3 separate regions of the Mus musculus genome follow, and all the other regions are linked to region 2. The links are chromatin contacts, called in public HiChIP or PLAC-seq and Micro-C maps. All regions are on one chromosome and are shown on one strand. The core of a region is the stretch at or near the end of the contact, and the rest is flanking DNA. Distances in the headings are between cores, read along the strand shown.

Region 1 (3,435 bases), core at 728-3,227, 180 kb after region 2:
GGGCAGGGTGAATATCATATATGACAGTATCAAATCATAAAATGTATTTAAAAGAGAAAGATGCATGTATGTACTGGCGTATGCCCTATATAGGTGCAGGTGCCAAGTGGGTCCCAGAAGAGTGTCAGAGCCCTGAAGCAGGGCTTACAGGAGGCTGTAACATGGCCAACATGGATGATGGGAACTGAACTCAGGTCCTCGGCCAGAGCCCTAAGTGTTCTTCATCACTGAGTAAACTCACTAGCTCCAAGGAATTTCCCCCCAGTTTATGAGAATGTTCCACTTTTTTATTTCTTTAAATTTTGTTTTATTTTACACCCCCAACCACAATTTCCCCTCCCTTCGTCCCTCCCAGTCTCTCCCCAACCGCCCCTCTCTTTCATACCCCCATCCACTCCTCCTCCATGTCTCTTCAGGAAAGGGCCTGCCTTGATGGATATCAACCAGCCATGGTATATCAAATTGCAATACCTCAAGACTAGGTACCTCCTCTTCTATCAAGCCTAAACATGGCTAAACAAGGCAACCCAGTAATGGGAAAGAGTCCCAAAGGCAGGCAACAGTCTTCAAAATGATCACGGGTATACAAATTTAGGCTATTGTCAGTATCACTGTCACGGCATCAAACTAGAATTACGAGAAAGTTAGCAGGAATAGGTCCTGCATACCTCTCATTATTTTCTCCTAACAATAACTTACAATTATTGAGAGCTAAATATATACTAGATTCTTCTTATATAATCCTTGTCTCCTTTCTTGAGTAAATAAAATTATATCCCTATTTTATGTAGAGGAAACCAAGAGCAAAATGGGTTAAACAGAAGTCACACACAGATTAAGTATGAAAGCCAGAACAGAACTAGACTGCTTGGTACCAAATGCCATTAATTTTAACCTAACTGTCCTGTCACCCATGATCACTCTTCACAACCCGCACAATGAACATTAAGCAGTATCAAAAGAATCAAAACACACTTACTGGCTTCGGCATTTTCTTTTTCTTGTTTGTTACCTTCTTTAGAAACTCTTCACTTCTATAAACAATTATAGCCTGTTAAAGAAAAGGAAGCATACTTTATTTCCACTCATGTTAGGTTTTACCTCTACCTTGCAGGACTAAGATGGAAAGCAGGTTACAAGTGACACTGTGTCCTCTTAGGTTCACACTCAAAAGTCTTGGGCGAGCATTCCACATCCCCTAAAAAGCCTGGTGTATGGCACTGGAAGCACTGCACATCTCAACCAGCACAGCTTAAAGTATGTTAATCTAAAAGACAGCAAGAAAACCTGATCACTATGGACTAAAGACTGCTTCTGCCATACAAGCTCCTCCATGCACCAGCCTTGTATGGCAAGAGGCAGTACTAAAGAAGACCAGCAGCCTCAAGTCTAAGGGAAACTCAGTATTTTCCAACCTTTCTGTACTGTCAAATGAAAACTGTTTTTCGTAAAAATTATTTTTCTTTTTTAAATTTTAAAAACTGGGAAAAAACACACCAGCTTACTCACCTAAAGTGTGGAAGGCAGCAACATCTCTACATAGCAACACAGGTGCTAGTACCCAGCTAGCCAGTGACCACTGAAACTCAGAACAGTCCTAAGCTAAGGCTGGCATGTAACTTCTTCCACTGAGGCAACACATCTTAGCAGGGAAGGACTACCCTGTTGCCCTTGGGGAAACATTCTTACTAAGAAACATCAACAAAAATGAGTTTGCCTTTCTGAGAAATCTACCAAGCCTTTATCAGCTGTCTAGGAAAAGAGATTCCAGCATCAAACCTTACTGTGACTAATGTATCAGAGACATTAAAATTTATGTAGACACTATCACTGCCAAGATAGTTGTAGGCCCAGCTAAATTAACACACATTCAAATAAGGTAATTTCCCTAAATTTTATTCACACACATGCCAATAAACGTCTCTTACACAGAAACACCCTCTGCAGCTCCGTGGGCTGTGTTTCATGTTTTTATCTGAGTCACTGGCAATGACATTCAGGAGAAAATATAAAAGCCCCATTGCTGAACTTTTTCTAGCCTATTCCCTATCACCCCTCCTACATTTACAGTCTGACAGGCCTCATTTTCTCAATTAATTCACACCTAAATTAAAGGAGTTTCAAGTCAAACTTTCATGTTCAAAATGAAGGTAAGAAACGCCAAGAACACAGTTCCCTTTCGGGAGGAACTATCTTGAGGGGAAGAAAACATTTGTCATGTATTTAAGCCATGTCATTTTTATACATTGCAAGGTCAAGGGAGTAGGACTTTTTTGGTTTGCTGCTGTTGTCTGTTGGTTTTTAGGTTTTTTGTTTGTTTCAGACAGGTTCTAACTCTGCACAGAACTTCTTGCTCAGGTTGGTCTCAAATCCTGGCCCATTCTCCTGCCCAGTTCCCACCATGTCTGGTATGCCTCTGATTTTTATATGTTCTTCTCTCCTTCATTATTAAGCTCTTAAATGTTCAGTTTCCAATCACAATTTCTAATAACTTTTAAAATGTTTTGTTATTGTGTTCCCACTTTTAAATTTCCAAATTCGAGAGTTTTAGGTCTATGGGTAAAATACTCATTTGTGGAGTTTCTGCCTATGTTTAATATTTAAACTTGAGTGCAGTGTCACTTGTTCCAGATATAAACAATACTACACGGTGTGCGTTGGGTAACATGTTAGATCAAGCTAAGCGCTTTTTTTTTAAATCTCTCATTCTCCTCACTTTAGTCTGCTTAGCCAATCTAACAGAAATACATTTAAGTTTTCCCAGCTGACTTCTGATAAAATGGCAATTGTTCACTTGCATAAATTTTTAGGCTGGTATCAGGTAAGCAGTTGCAGAACTGTTACATCTTTCCAGGAAGAGTCCTCTCCTTAAATAGTAATTTAACTGCACAGACACCCAGGTGAACTGTGGCCTGCTCAGCATTGGATGTTGCTACTTCTCTTTATTCTGGCCATTGTTAGCACACATGAGCAGTCAGCTGTCAATTTAATTCACTCCCCCGTGCACTAATCTTCCTTTCCACTTTAACATTTACTCTTTCGAGTCAGATTCCCTACAAACAGCCAGAGATCTGGTAAGCTTCCTCATTCCAAAGCCTCTGCTTTGCCCACATCATCTTCCATGCAAGTATTTTTCACTCAGTTCTTTCTGGACACATTCTGACATTTTCCTATTTAATCTTTTGACTATGTTTTCAAATTTTCCACCCCTTTAACTGAGTGATTCTCCTCTAGCCAACAGGTTTCTACAGATGAGCGACTGTCTTGCATTTTCAGGCAAGGTCTCACAGAAGCTCTGGCTGGCCTTGGACTCACACACTTGAGGTAATCCTGCCACTTCTGCTCCCAGGGTGCTAGAATTACAGGTGGGAGTCAGCAGGCCCAGTTTCTCCACATTTAAGATTGATTTTTATTTATGTGTGCGTGCGTGCGTGC
Region 2 (3,407 bases), core at 546-3,045:
TTATTATTATTATTATTATTATTATTATTATTATTATCTATGTTTGTTTGTGTACATGTGAGTATGTGCATATGAACCCTGGTGCCTGTGGAAGTCACAAGCGAGAGTTACAGGCATTTATGAACCATTGGGTGTTGGGAACTAAACTCTGGTTCTCGTCAAGAGTAGTGTGCCCTATTAACTAACTACTGAGCCATCTCCTAGCCCCCCATTTTTATTTTTTTAAATATGCTTCCTGAGGAAATTAGACCCTGACAACCCTACAACTCCCAACTGAATCTGAAAACGCAAAAATATGCGGTAGAACCACTCTGTGAACTCAAACAGGCTTTTCTTTCTTAAGTGCTAAAGACTACCTAAATTATATATGATATAACGCAGTCTCTGCAATCACCTCTTTCTCTTTGCAAATGAACTCTGGCCAGTGAGCCAGTGGTGAAGTCATTCAAGTTTCCAGACTCACTGTGGAAGGAGGTCCGTGGCTACACTGTGAAGCCTCACTATGGGATCCTGGACGGACAACTCTCTGGCCAAGTGTTGCTGAGCCTGATGCTCCCTAACTGTCTTTAAACACTGATGAATTCTGTCCTCAAGTTGCCGACTGGTAACATAAGCTTGAGTTCTTGGTCCCCACATAAACTCATTTTAATCCAATGTCAGTTCAAGAGAAAAAGTCTCAGATACATGTTTAACAATGATCACAAACCTTAATAAATTTGGCTGGAATCTGTCTTCAATTTTCACTTTAAAAAAGAAGGAGGAGGAGGAGGAGGAGAGAGGGGGGGGAGAGAGAGAGAGAGAGAGGAAGGAAGGAAGGAAGGAAGGAAGGAAGGAAGGAAGGAAGGAAGGAAGGAAGGACGAACGAACCGGGGGTTATAATTTCACCAGTATCAGATCTCAGGAAGACAGGGTCCATCTGTACATATATCATGCTTTGAGCTTCCGAATTTTTTAAATGATTTCTGTTATCTTTATCTTTTGCCACTTAGGATGTTAGTGAATCTACTGTACACTGAAGTGGAGCTTGACCATTTAGTTATTTGAGGTGGCTCGGTTAAGACCTGAGATTTACTGCTTTCCACTCGGACATGGGATAGGAAACTTGGGTCTGTCTGACAGGATTATCTGAACCAGAATCTTGACTGGAAATTGTTTCAGGCTGTGTTCTTTCCAGCAGCCTCTCACATCCTAAGACTCAGAGCCACCTCTTGTTAAATATAGGCTTTGTAAGTGGTTAAAATGGATCAGGTATGAAGTTCCAAAAAGTGCTACTCTTGGTTTTTCTTACACAATGTGCCATTGTGGTACTTGGTCCCTCAAGAATCAAAGCAGGATGATCCTAAGTCCAAGGTCATCCTCAGCTACATAATAAGTTTAAGGTCAGGCTAGACCACACATGAGACCTTGCCTCAAGACCAAAAAAAAAAAAAAAAGGTTGCAAGGAGACAGCACATTTTAATTTTAAATGAACTTATTCTTGATGTCTTTGCTGCTTTTAACACTGAGAGAAACACCTGGGGCGGGATGGGGAGAGCAGGGGTCACAGCCTGCTCCTCAGACTTCTGCAGAGGTACAGCAGTAATTCCAGAGAAAACCCAGGATATCGAACAAGAAGCCCAGGCGGGCGGGCTCAGCTTCAATTTGGCTTTGTTGTCGCTTTAACCAAGCAGTCCCCTGAGCCCCCACTTGAGAGCTGATTCACTGCTGACTCAGGTTTATAAATACCACTCCTTGAATCACTTGGAGTTTTCTTTAGTGTGGTTCCCTATCTCCATCTCGGCGTTTCAATTAAGCCTGACCCTGCAGAGGAACTGATATCTGACAAGTTCACTTCCCACATTAGTGAGGCTGCTAAGACTCTCTGACGTTCATGATGCGCTTATAAGAAAGAACATGCTAAAAATAGGCCTAATGTATTCTTGCTCGACTCACTAAATAACTGATGTAAAAGACAGCAGGCTACGCGCATCAGCTTTCTCTAGCGGCTCACTAAATGTCAGAAGAAACGGAAATATTCCAAATAAAGATAGCACTCTAATTCCTTACAAGGTAAGTTAGAAAGCTTACTTTTACTGAGGCAGGGGGACTACTGTCTGGGGTTGGAGAGATGTCTCAGCAGTTCAGAATGCTGATTACTTTTGCCGAGTTCCCGAGTTCCAGTGCCCACATGGCATCTCACAACCCTCTCTTAACTCCAGCTCCCAGGGGATCAGATGCCCTCTTCTGTTCTCCACGGGCACTTCATGTACAATGTACACACAAACTCACACAAGCACACACATACATATTTAAAACAACAACAACACCAAAACCCGCTTTCAAGAGATGACAGATGTTCAAAATCTGAACCTTACTTGGTGGGATGATTTAGAGCTACTAGTTTGAAAGGCAGCTAAGGTGTCATGTTGAAAGGAACTAAAATGTAGTCCCACGTGAGCGTGAGATCATGTCGGTGAGAGGCTCACAGAGTAGCACTTGAGGAGTTACAGATGTAGTGCACCAGGAGTCAACAGAGTCAGGGCATCAGCCAAGCTAACAATGACAGCAGCAAGGTCATTCAAAAGTCCTCTCCATTTGCCCTTGTATTCACAGTAGACTTTACCTTTCCAATTAGACATGACATCTCTTTGCTTCTAGTGGCTGTTTATTACAAGATGAATGCAGTGAAATACCAAATAGTGTCCTCAAGGCCACAGAAAGGCCAGAAAGATGGACTCTGTCTACTGTCATCTACAAAAGAAATTGAGTCTTTAAGAGAACAAGAGGCAAGAGGTGTGGCCAGCACGCACCCTGTGACCAATGACAGGGCAGTCTCATACTCTGGACTCAATGCAGTGGCTTCTCTTTCCTTCCTCAGGGTCACCAAGAGCTGCTGTGGTTAGAACAGCAGGACTTACAAAAGGAACACTTTATCTTGGGAGGAGGAGTCCAAGGGACATCTGTATCAATGTCAAGCAGAACTAGCTGAACCCTATCTGCAGTGAGCTAGAAGTAAATTGGCAAAGAAAGCTTTTCAAGGGGCCACGTTGTTTCTGACTCTTAGGATGGAACTGGAACGCAAAATTCATCATTTATGCTAAGTTCTCTATAATCTTTGGAAATTTAAAGAAGCGATGAGCCTGTTTCAAATTTGTCCCTCAAGTAGACAAAAATCAGAAAAGTAAGACACTGTAACAAACTCTCAGTACTGAATATAGGCCACTTCTAACACCCTACCTACTGACAAGAGGATCTGACCCCGGAAGTAAAGGAGAGATGGGTTTAAAAGATCTCACGGAGAGATGCGGCAGTTTTATTATCCTGAAAATGATGCAGAGCTGCCAGACACTGGGCAGGTCTGAACAAAGTTCATCAGACATCCCTGGAATGGGGGTGAGGATGGTGCACACCAGGCAGGTTTGAGGATC
Region 3 (3,850 bases), core at 345-2,844, 140 kb after region 2:
AGTCAGATGCTCATGTTGTGGTTTGGTTATGGTGAGTTTCTGGTGATAAAACCTTAGTCCCCAACAATCTGAAGGTAATGTGACCTTTAAAGGGTAGGACTTCATGCACAGGGCACCATCCTTAGAGGGTTGTTTCAGTTACCCTAGGACCAGAAGACTTAGGAAGTGAGCCTGCACTCCATCCTTCCTCACGCAGCCAAATCCCCTTCTGTCTCTTCACTGGTGGTACGATGGGCACCCCAGCCCTCAGCAGGACCACATAGCCAGGATTTTTGGATGATCAGATTCATACGTCAAACTTCCTCAAGTACCCATATCCTATAGTCTAATACAAGAGACAGACTACTGCCCTCTTAGAGTTTCTATTGCTGTGATGAAACACCAGGAGCAAGTTGTGGAGGAAAAGGGTTTATTTGGCTTACACTTTCACAACATGAACCATCACTGAAGGAAGTCAGGGCAGGAACTCAAACTAGGCAGGAGGCAGGAGCTGATGCAGAGGCCATGGAGGGGTGCTGCTTACTGGCTTGCTCCACATGGCTTTCTCAGCCTACTTAATAGAACCCAGAGCTTAGAGCCCTAGAGTGACAGCACTCACAATGGGGTAGGTCCTCCCACATCAATCACTAATTAAGAAAATGCCCTAAAGACTTAACTACAGCCAGATCTTATGAGGGGGGATTTTCTCAGTTGAGGCTTCTCCCTCTCAGGTGATTATCTTGTGTCAAGTTGACAAAACTAACCAGCACAGGACCTCACCAGATAGTCTCCATGTTCAGTCTCAATGGAAACTCATGACCCTCAGCGCACCCAAGAAGGAGGATATCTGAGGCTATAGGTAGACTATTGAAGGCAACATATGGAGCCTTTGTGTAATACAAATGGGAAGGGTGGTAAGGAAGACATCTCCACTGGGGTGGACCAGACTGCAGGAAGACGAGAAAATGGAGGATTCCTACAGAGGCTTGGCTAGGAAGCCATGCTGGGCTGGGACATTAGAAGGCTTCACTGGCTTGGCATCTAGCAGCCTTGGTGGTTGGTAAAGGCTGGAGAAACACTTGATACGGTTGTCACAAAAGCCAAAGGGGCGAAAGGCATTTGAAGGAATTCTTGTGTTGGTGGAGTGAAGTCAGGCAATGAAGAGTATATGCAGATTAACTCGTTGTATGAACTCAAGTAGGTGAACTCTATGGGGATGAGACCCATTTCAGGGACAGCTCAGGGTCTGGGAAGTGCCTCTGTCAGTGTCCCCTCTCCAGCTGATCCGTCAGATGCATTCCCATGGTGAGGAAGTGTCATGCTGTCCCCTGATCTGTGGATGTTTGACTTATAATTCAGTGAAAAGCTGGATCATACAACTCACTCCTACCCTCGCTAAAAAGCCTGGCTATGCGCTTGTTTATCTGTGCACTGGGCTCTCTCTGTCTATGGCTTTATTGAGAGAAAATGGGATTCTGTCCTTAAATCACCATTTACGGGTAGACGTGCAGCCGGCATCCATTCATCTTGTGTTCTGCCCAGTCTGAAGTGAGTGTAATGCAGAACCACTTGTTTGTCCCCAAGGCCAAAGCCAAGGCCAGAAGAGGATATTGATTTGTAAGAATTACTCATGCTGGCCAAGGAATGTTCACTGGCCCCTGTTTAGCAAATGCCACCCTGCTGACTCAGCCTGGAGAACATTTGGTTCTTGCAATGTCTGAGGAGAACAATAAATACAACTCGTCCCTCCAAACAAGTGCTTCTAGGTCTCGAGTGTGGTTCCTAGGGAAGGAGCCTTGGTCTCACCCAGGAATGTGATAGCAATGGAGATGCTTGAGGCAGGGCTGTGGTCTGTCTGCTCTACCACAAAGTCCGAGAAAGGATTCCAGCAAGTTTCTTAGCAAACCTTCCAGGTGAGTCAGATGTACATTAAATGAGAGACACAGGACAAGAGCAACGAAGCAGGAGATTGCATAGGTGGGGGTGAGAATTACAGTGCACCTGGCAGAAGCTCCTTGCTGGAGAATGCAGATCTAGCTGGGGTAGCTCAACCTCCTGTCTACCACTGAATTCCAAAAAGGCAGACCCCCCCCCTCCAAGTGGGGGAAACTAGACTTTCTGCAGACAGCCAGCTCCCCCAAAAGAAAACATGAGAAACAGTGTTGTCCACAAACTCTGCAGTCAACGCCTGCATCTTCCCGGGAAGGAATGCAGAATGCATCTTGAGCCAGGGCCAGAGTGCTCATCTTATGTACGGGTTCTCTGGGGAGGAGGGAAACCTCCCTAGCCATGTGTTCCTTCAGGGAGCATGTGAGGATGTTGGCACCTGGAAGATGTTGTCTTCTCTCTCTCCCATGGCAACACTGTGGGCTTTGGGGTTCTGAGCCATCAACTTCCAGTCCATCTGTCCAGTGATATGAGAAGAGTCATAAAAGCAGCGTGGGCAGAGGGCCTGCTGTGTTATGCCTCTGTGTAGGGTGCTGGGCTTGGTGAGCACTGAACACAACACTCTTAATCCTCCTGCCTCGGTGGCCTATCTGTGCTGTCCAGTCACCTTCTGTTTAATAGTAAAAGCCGGTGACTTCTTTCCCTTTTCCAAGACATATTACAAACAGAAATTAGGTGTAGAAATGGAGGTATATGGTTCATTCCTTCATTTCAAACACCCTAGTCTACAGCAGAAGAGTAAGGTCCCTGGCTGGAGCAACTGCTTCAAGGTTCAAGCCCCGATCCCCACTAATTTACAGCAGATCACACACTGCAGCTCCAGGCTTCTCACCTGCTGAGGAAATCGTTAAGCCTCCTCAGCCTCTGCTTCCAGGCAGTCTCCCAAAGCACTACCCATCCCCTACCGCAGCATATCGTTTCCAGTGGCTTCTGCCTGTGTCAGTCACTAGCCCCAGCCAGGAAGGATCTGTCCAGAAAAGCAGCATTGGTTGTGGCTGGCAGGCTCTCTCTTGAGCAGAAGACTGGAGTCTCTGGAGGGTCTGCTAAGAAATGGAATTAAGAGTGGCGTTGATACAGCATGGCCGTGGTCAGTAGCTCACAGCCTAATGAGTCCGACGGGCTTCTGGTCCTTATTTATTTATTTATTTATTTATATACACAAAAAGTGGCCTTCCCAGTACTCCCAAACCCTCCCTCACCACAGTATGTTCCAATCTAGTTGTTTGCCAATTTCTGTGTGTGGCCAAGGAGAGGCCTACTGAGAAATTCGATAAGCTATCACCACTACAGCAAAGCACATGATTATCTTTTAAGTTATAAAAAATGCTGATATCAAAGGTCTTTAAGTGCAAGAGAGGACAGTGTGAATAAACACTCCTCGATAGTAGATAAACAGTGCTGTTGATAAAGGGCTGTCTGATCATGTGCCCTCTGTATAGCTCTCATACCCTGAAAACCTCTCTGATCAATGAAAAAAACATCTATTGTGACAGAGCTTGTATGTATTTTTATGAAAACTCTTTAAAGTTTACCTCTGTGCCTGGCAAGTACCTGACACATTCTTTGCAGGCACAACACTTTCCTAAGGTGACAGTTTGCAATGTGACTCAGCTACCTGAACAGTCACCCTAATGTCAGACTGCTGAGTCACATTGCAAACTGTCACCCAATGCTTCAGTCCTCGTACATTCAAACCTCCCTCAGCCAGGCCGGGTGCCACTGCATGAATTACTAATGCCGCCTCACATCCCAGCTCTGCCCTGAGCCCTCCTCACCCTTCTCCAAACCCTGACCTGCGTCATCTTAATAACACTTAGTGCAACTGGAGAAGACAAGAAACTGAGACAAAGCAAGGAGGTCCTAGTGGTCGAGAGGACCTGTTAGCGAGGGTTATAGCCACTGCCTGCCACGGGGTGCAGAGAGA

The links. A called contact is a pair of places that touch in the nucleus more often than the background predicts. HiChIP or PLAC-seq counts read pairs in DNA pulled down with a chosen protein or histone mark.
Region 1: an H3K4me3 HiChIP or PLAC-seq map of bone marrow-derived macrophages shows a contact between it and region 2, with 3 times the contacts expected there. The contact joins two enhancer-like sites.
Region 3: a Micro-C map of granulosa cells shows a contact between it and region 2, with 4 times the contacts expected there. The contact joins two enhancer-like sites. A contact is called at or near these places in 1 of 484 Hi-C or Micro-C datasets (granulosa cells) and 1 of 115 datasets of contacts at active chromatin or transcription factors (embryonic stem cells).

What each region holds. Positions count from the first base shown.
Region 1 is chr9:52,058,448-52,061,882 of GRCm38.p6, reverse strand. It overlaps Rdx (radixin), which reads right to left. Exons shown (of 14, transcript NM_009041.3): 2 at 980-1,051. The coding sequence starts at 991. Among named protein-coding and RNA genes, the nearest start is that of Rdx, 12 kb to the right of the region's middle. Within about 2 kb of position 1,977, at least 14 of the 459 cell types and tissues checked have an H3K27ac peak or open chromatin away from gene starts, as enhancers often do. A contact at or near this core is called in bone marrow-derived macrophages, where this site is marked.
Region 2 is chr9:52,242,664-52,246,070 of GRCm38.p6, reverse strand. No RefSeq gene overlaps it. Among named protein-coding and RNA genes, the nearest start is that of Gm25562, 47 kb to the left of the region's middle. Within about 2 kb of position 1,795, at least 24 of the 459 cell types and tissues checked have an H3K27ac peak or open chromatin away from gene starts, as enhancers often do. A contact at or near this core is called in bone marrow-derived macrophages and granulosa cells, where this site is marked.
Region 3 is chr9:52,103,440-52,107,289 of GRCm38.p6, reverse strand. No RefSeq gene overlaps it. Among named protein-coding and RNA genes, the nearest start is that of Mir6244, 10 kb to the left of the region's middle. Within about 2 kb of position 1,594, at least 43 of the 459 cell types and tissues checked have an H3K27ac peak or open chromatin away from gene starts, as enhancers often do. A contact at or near this core is called in granulosa cells, where this site is marked.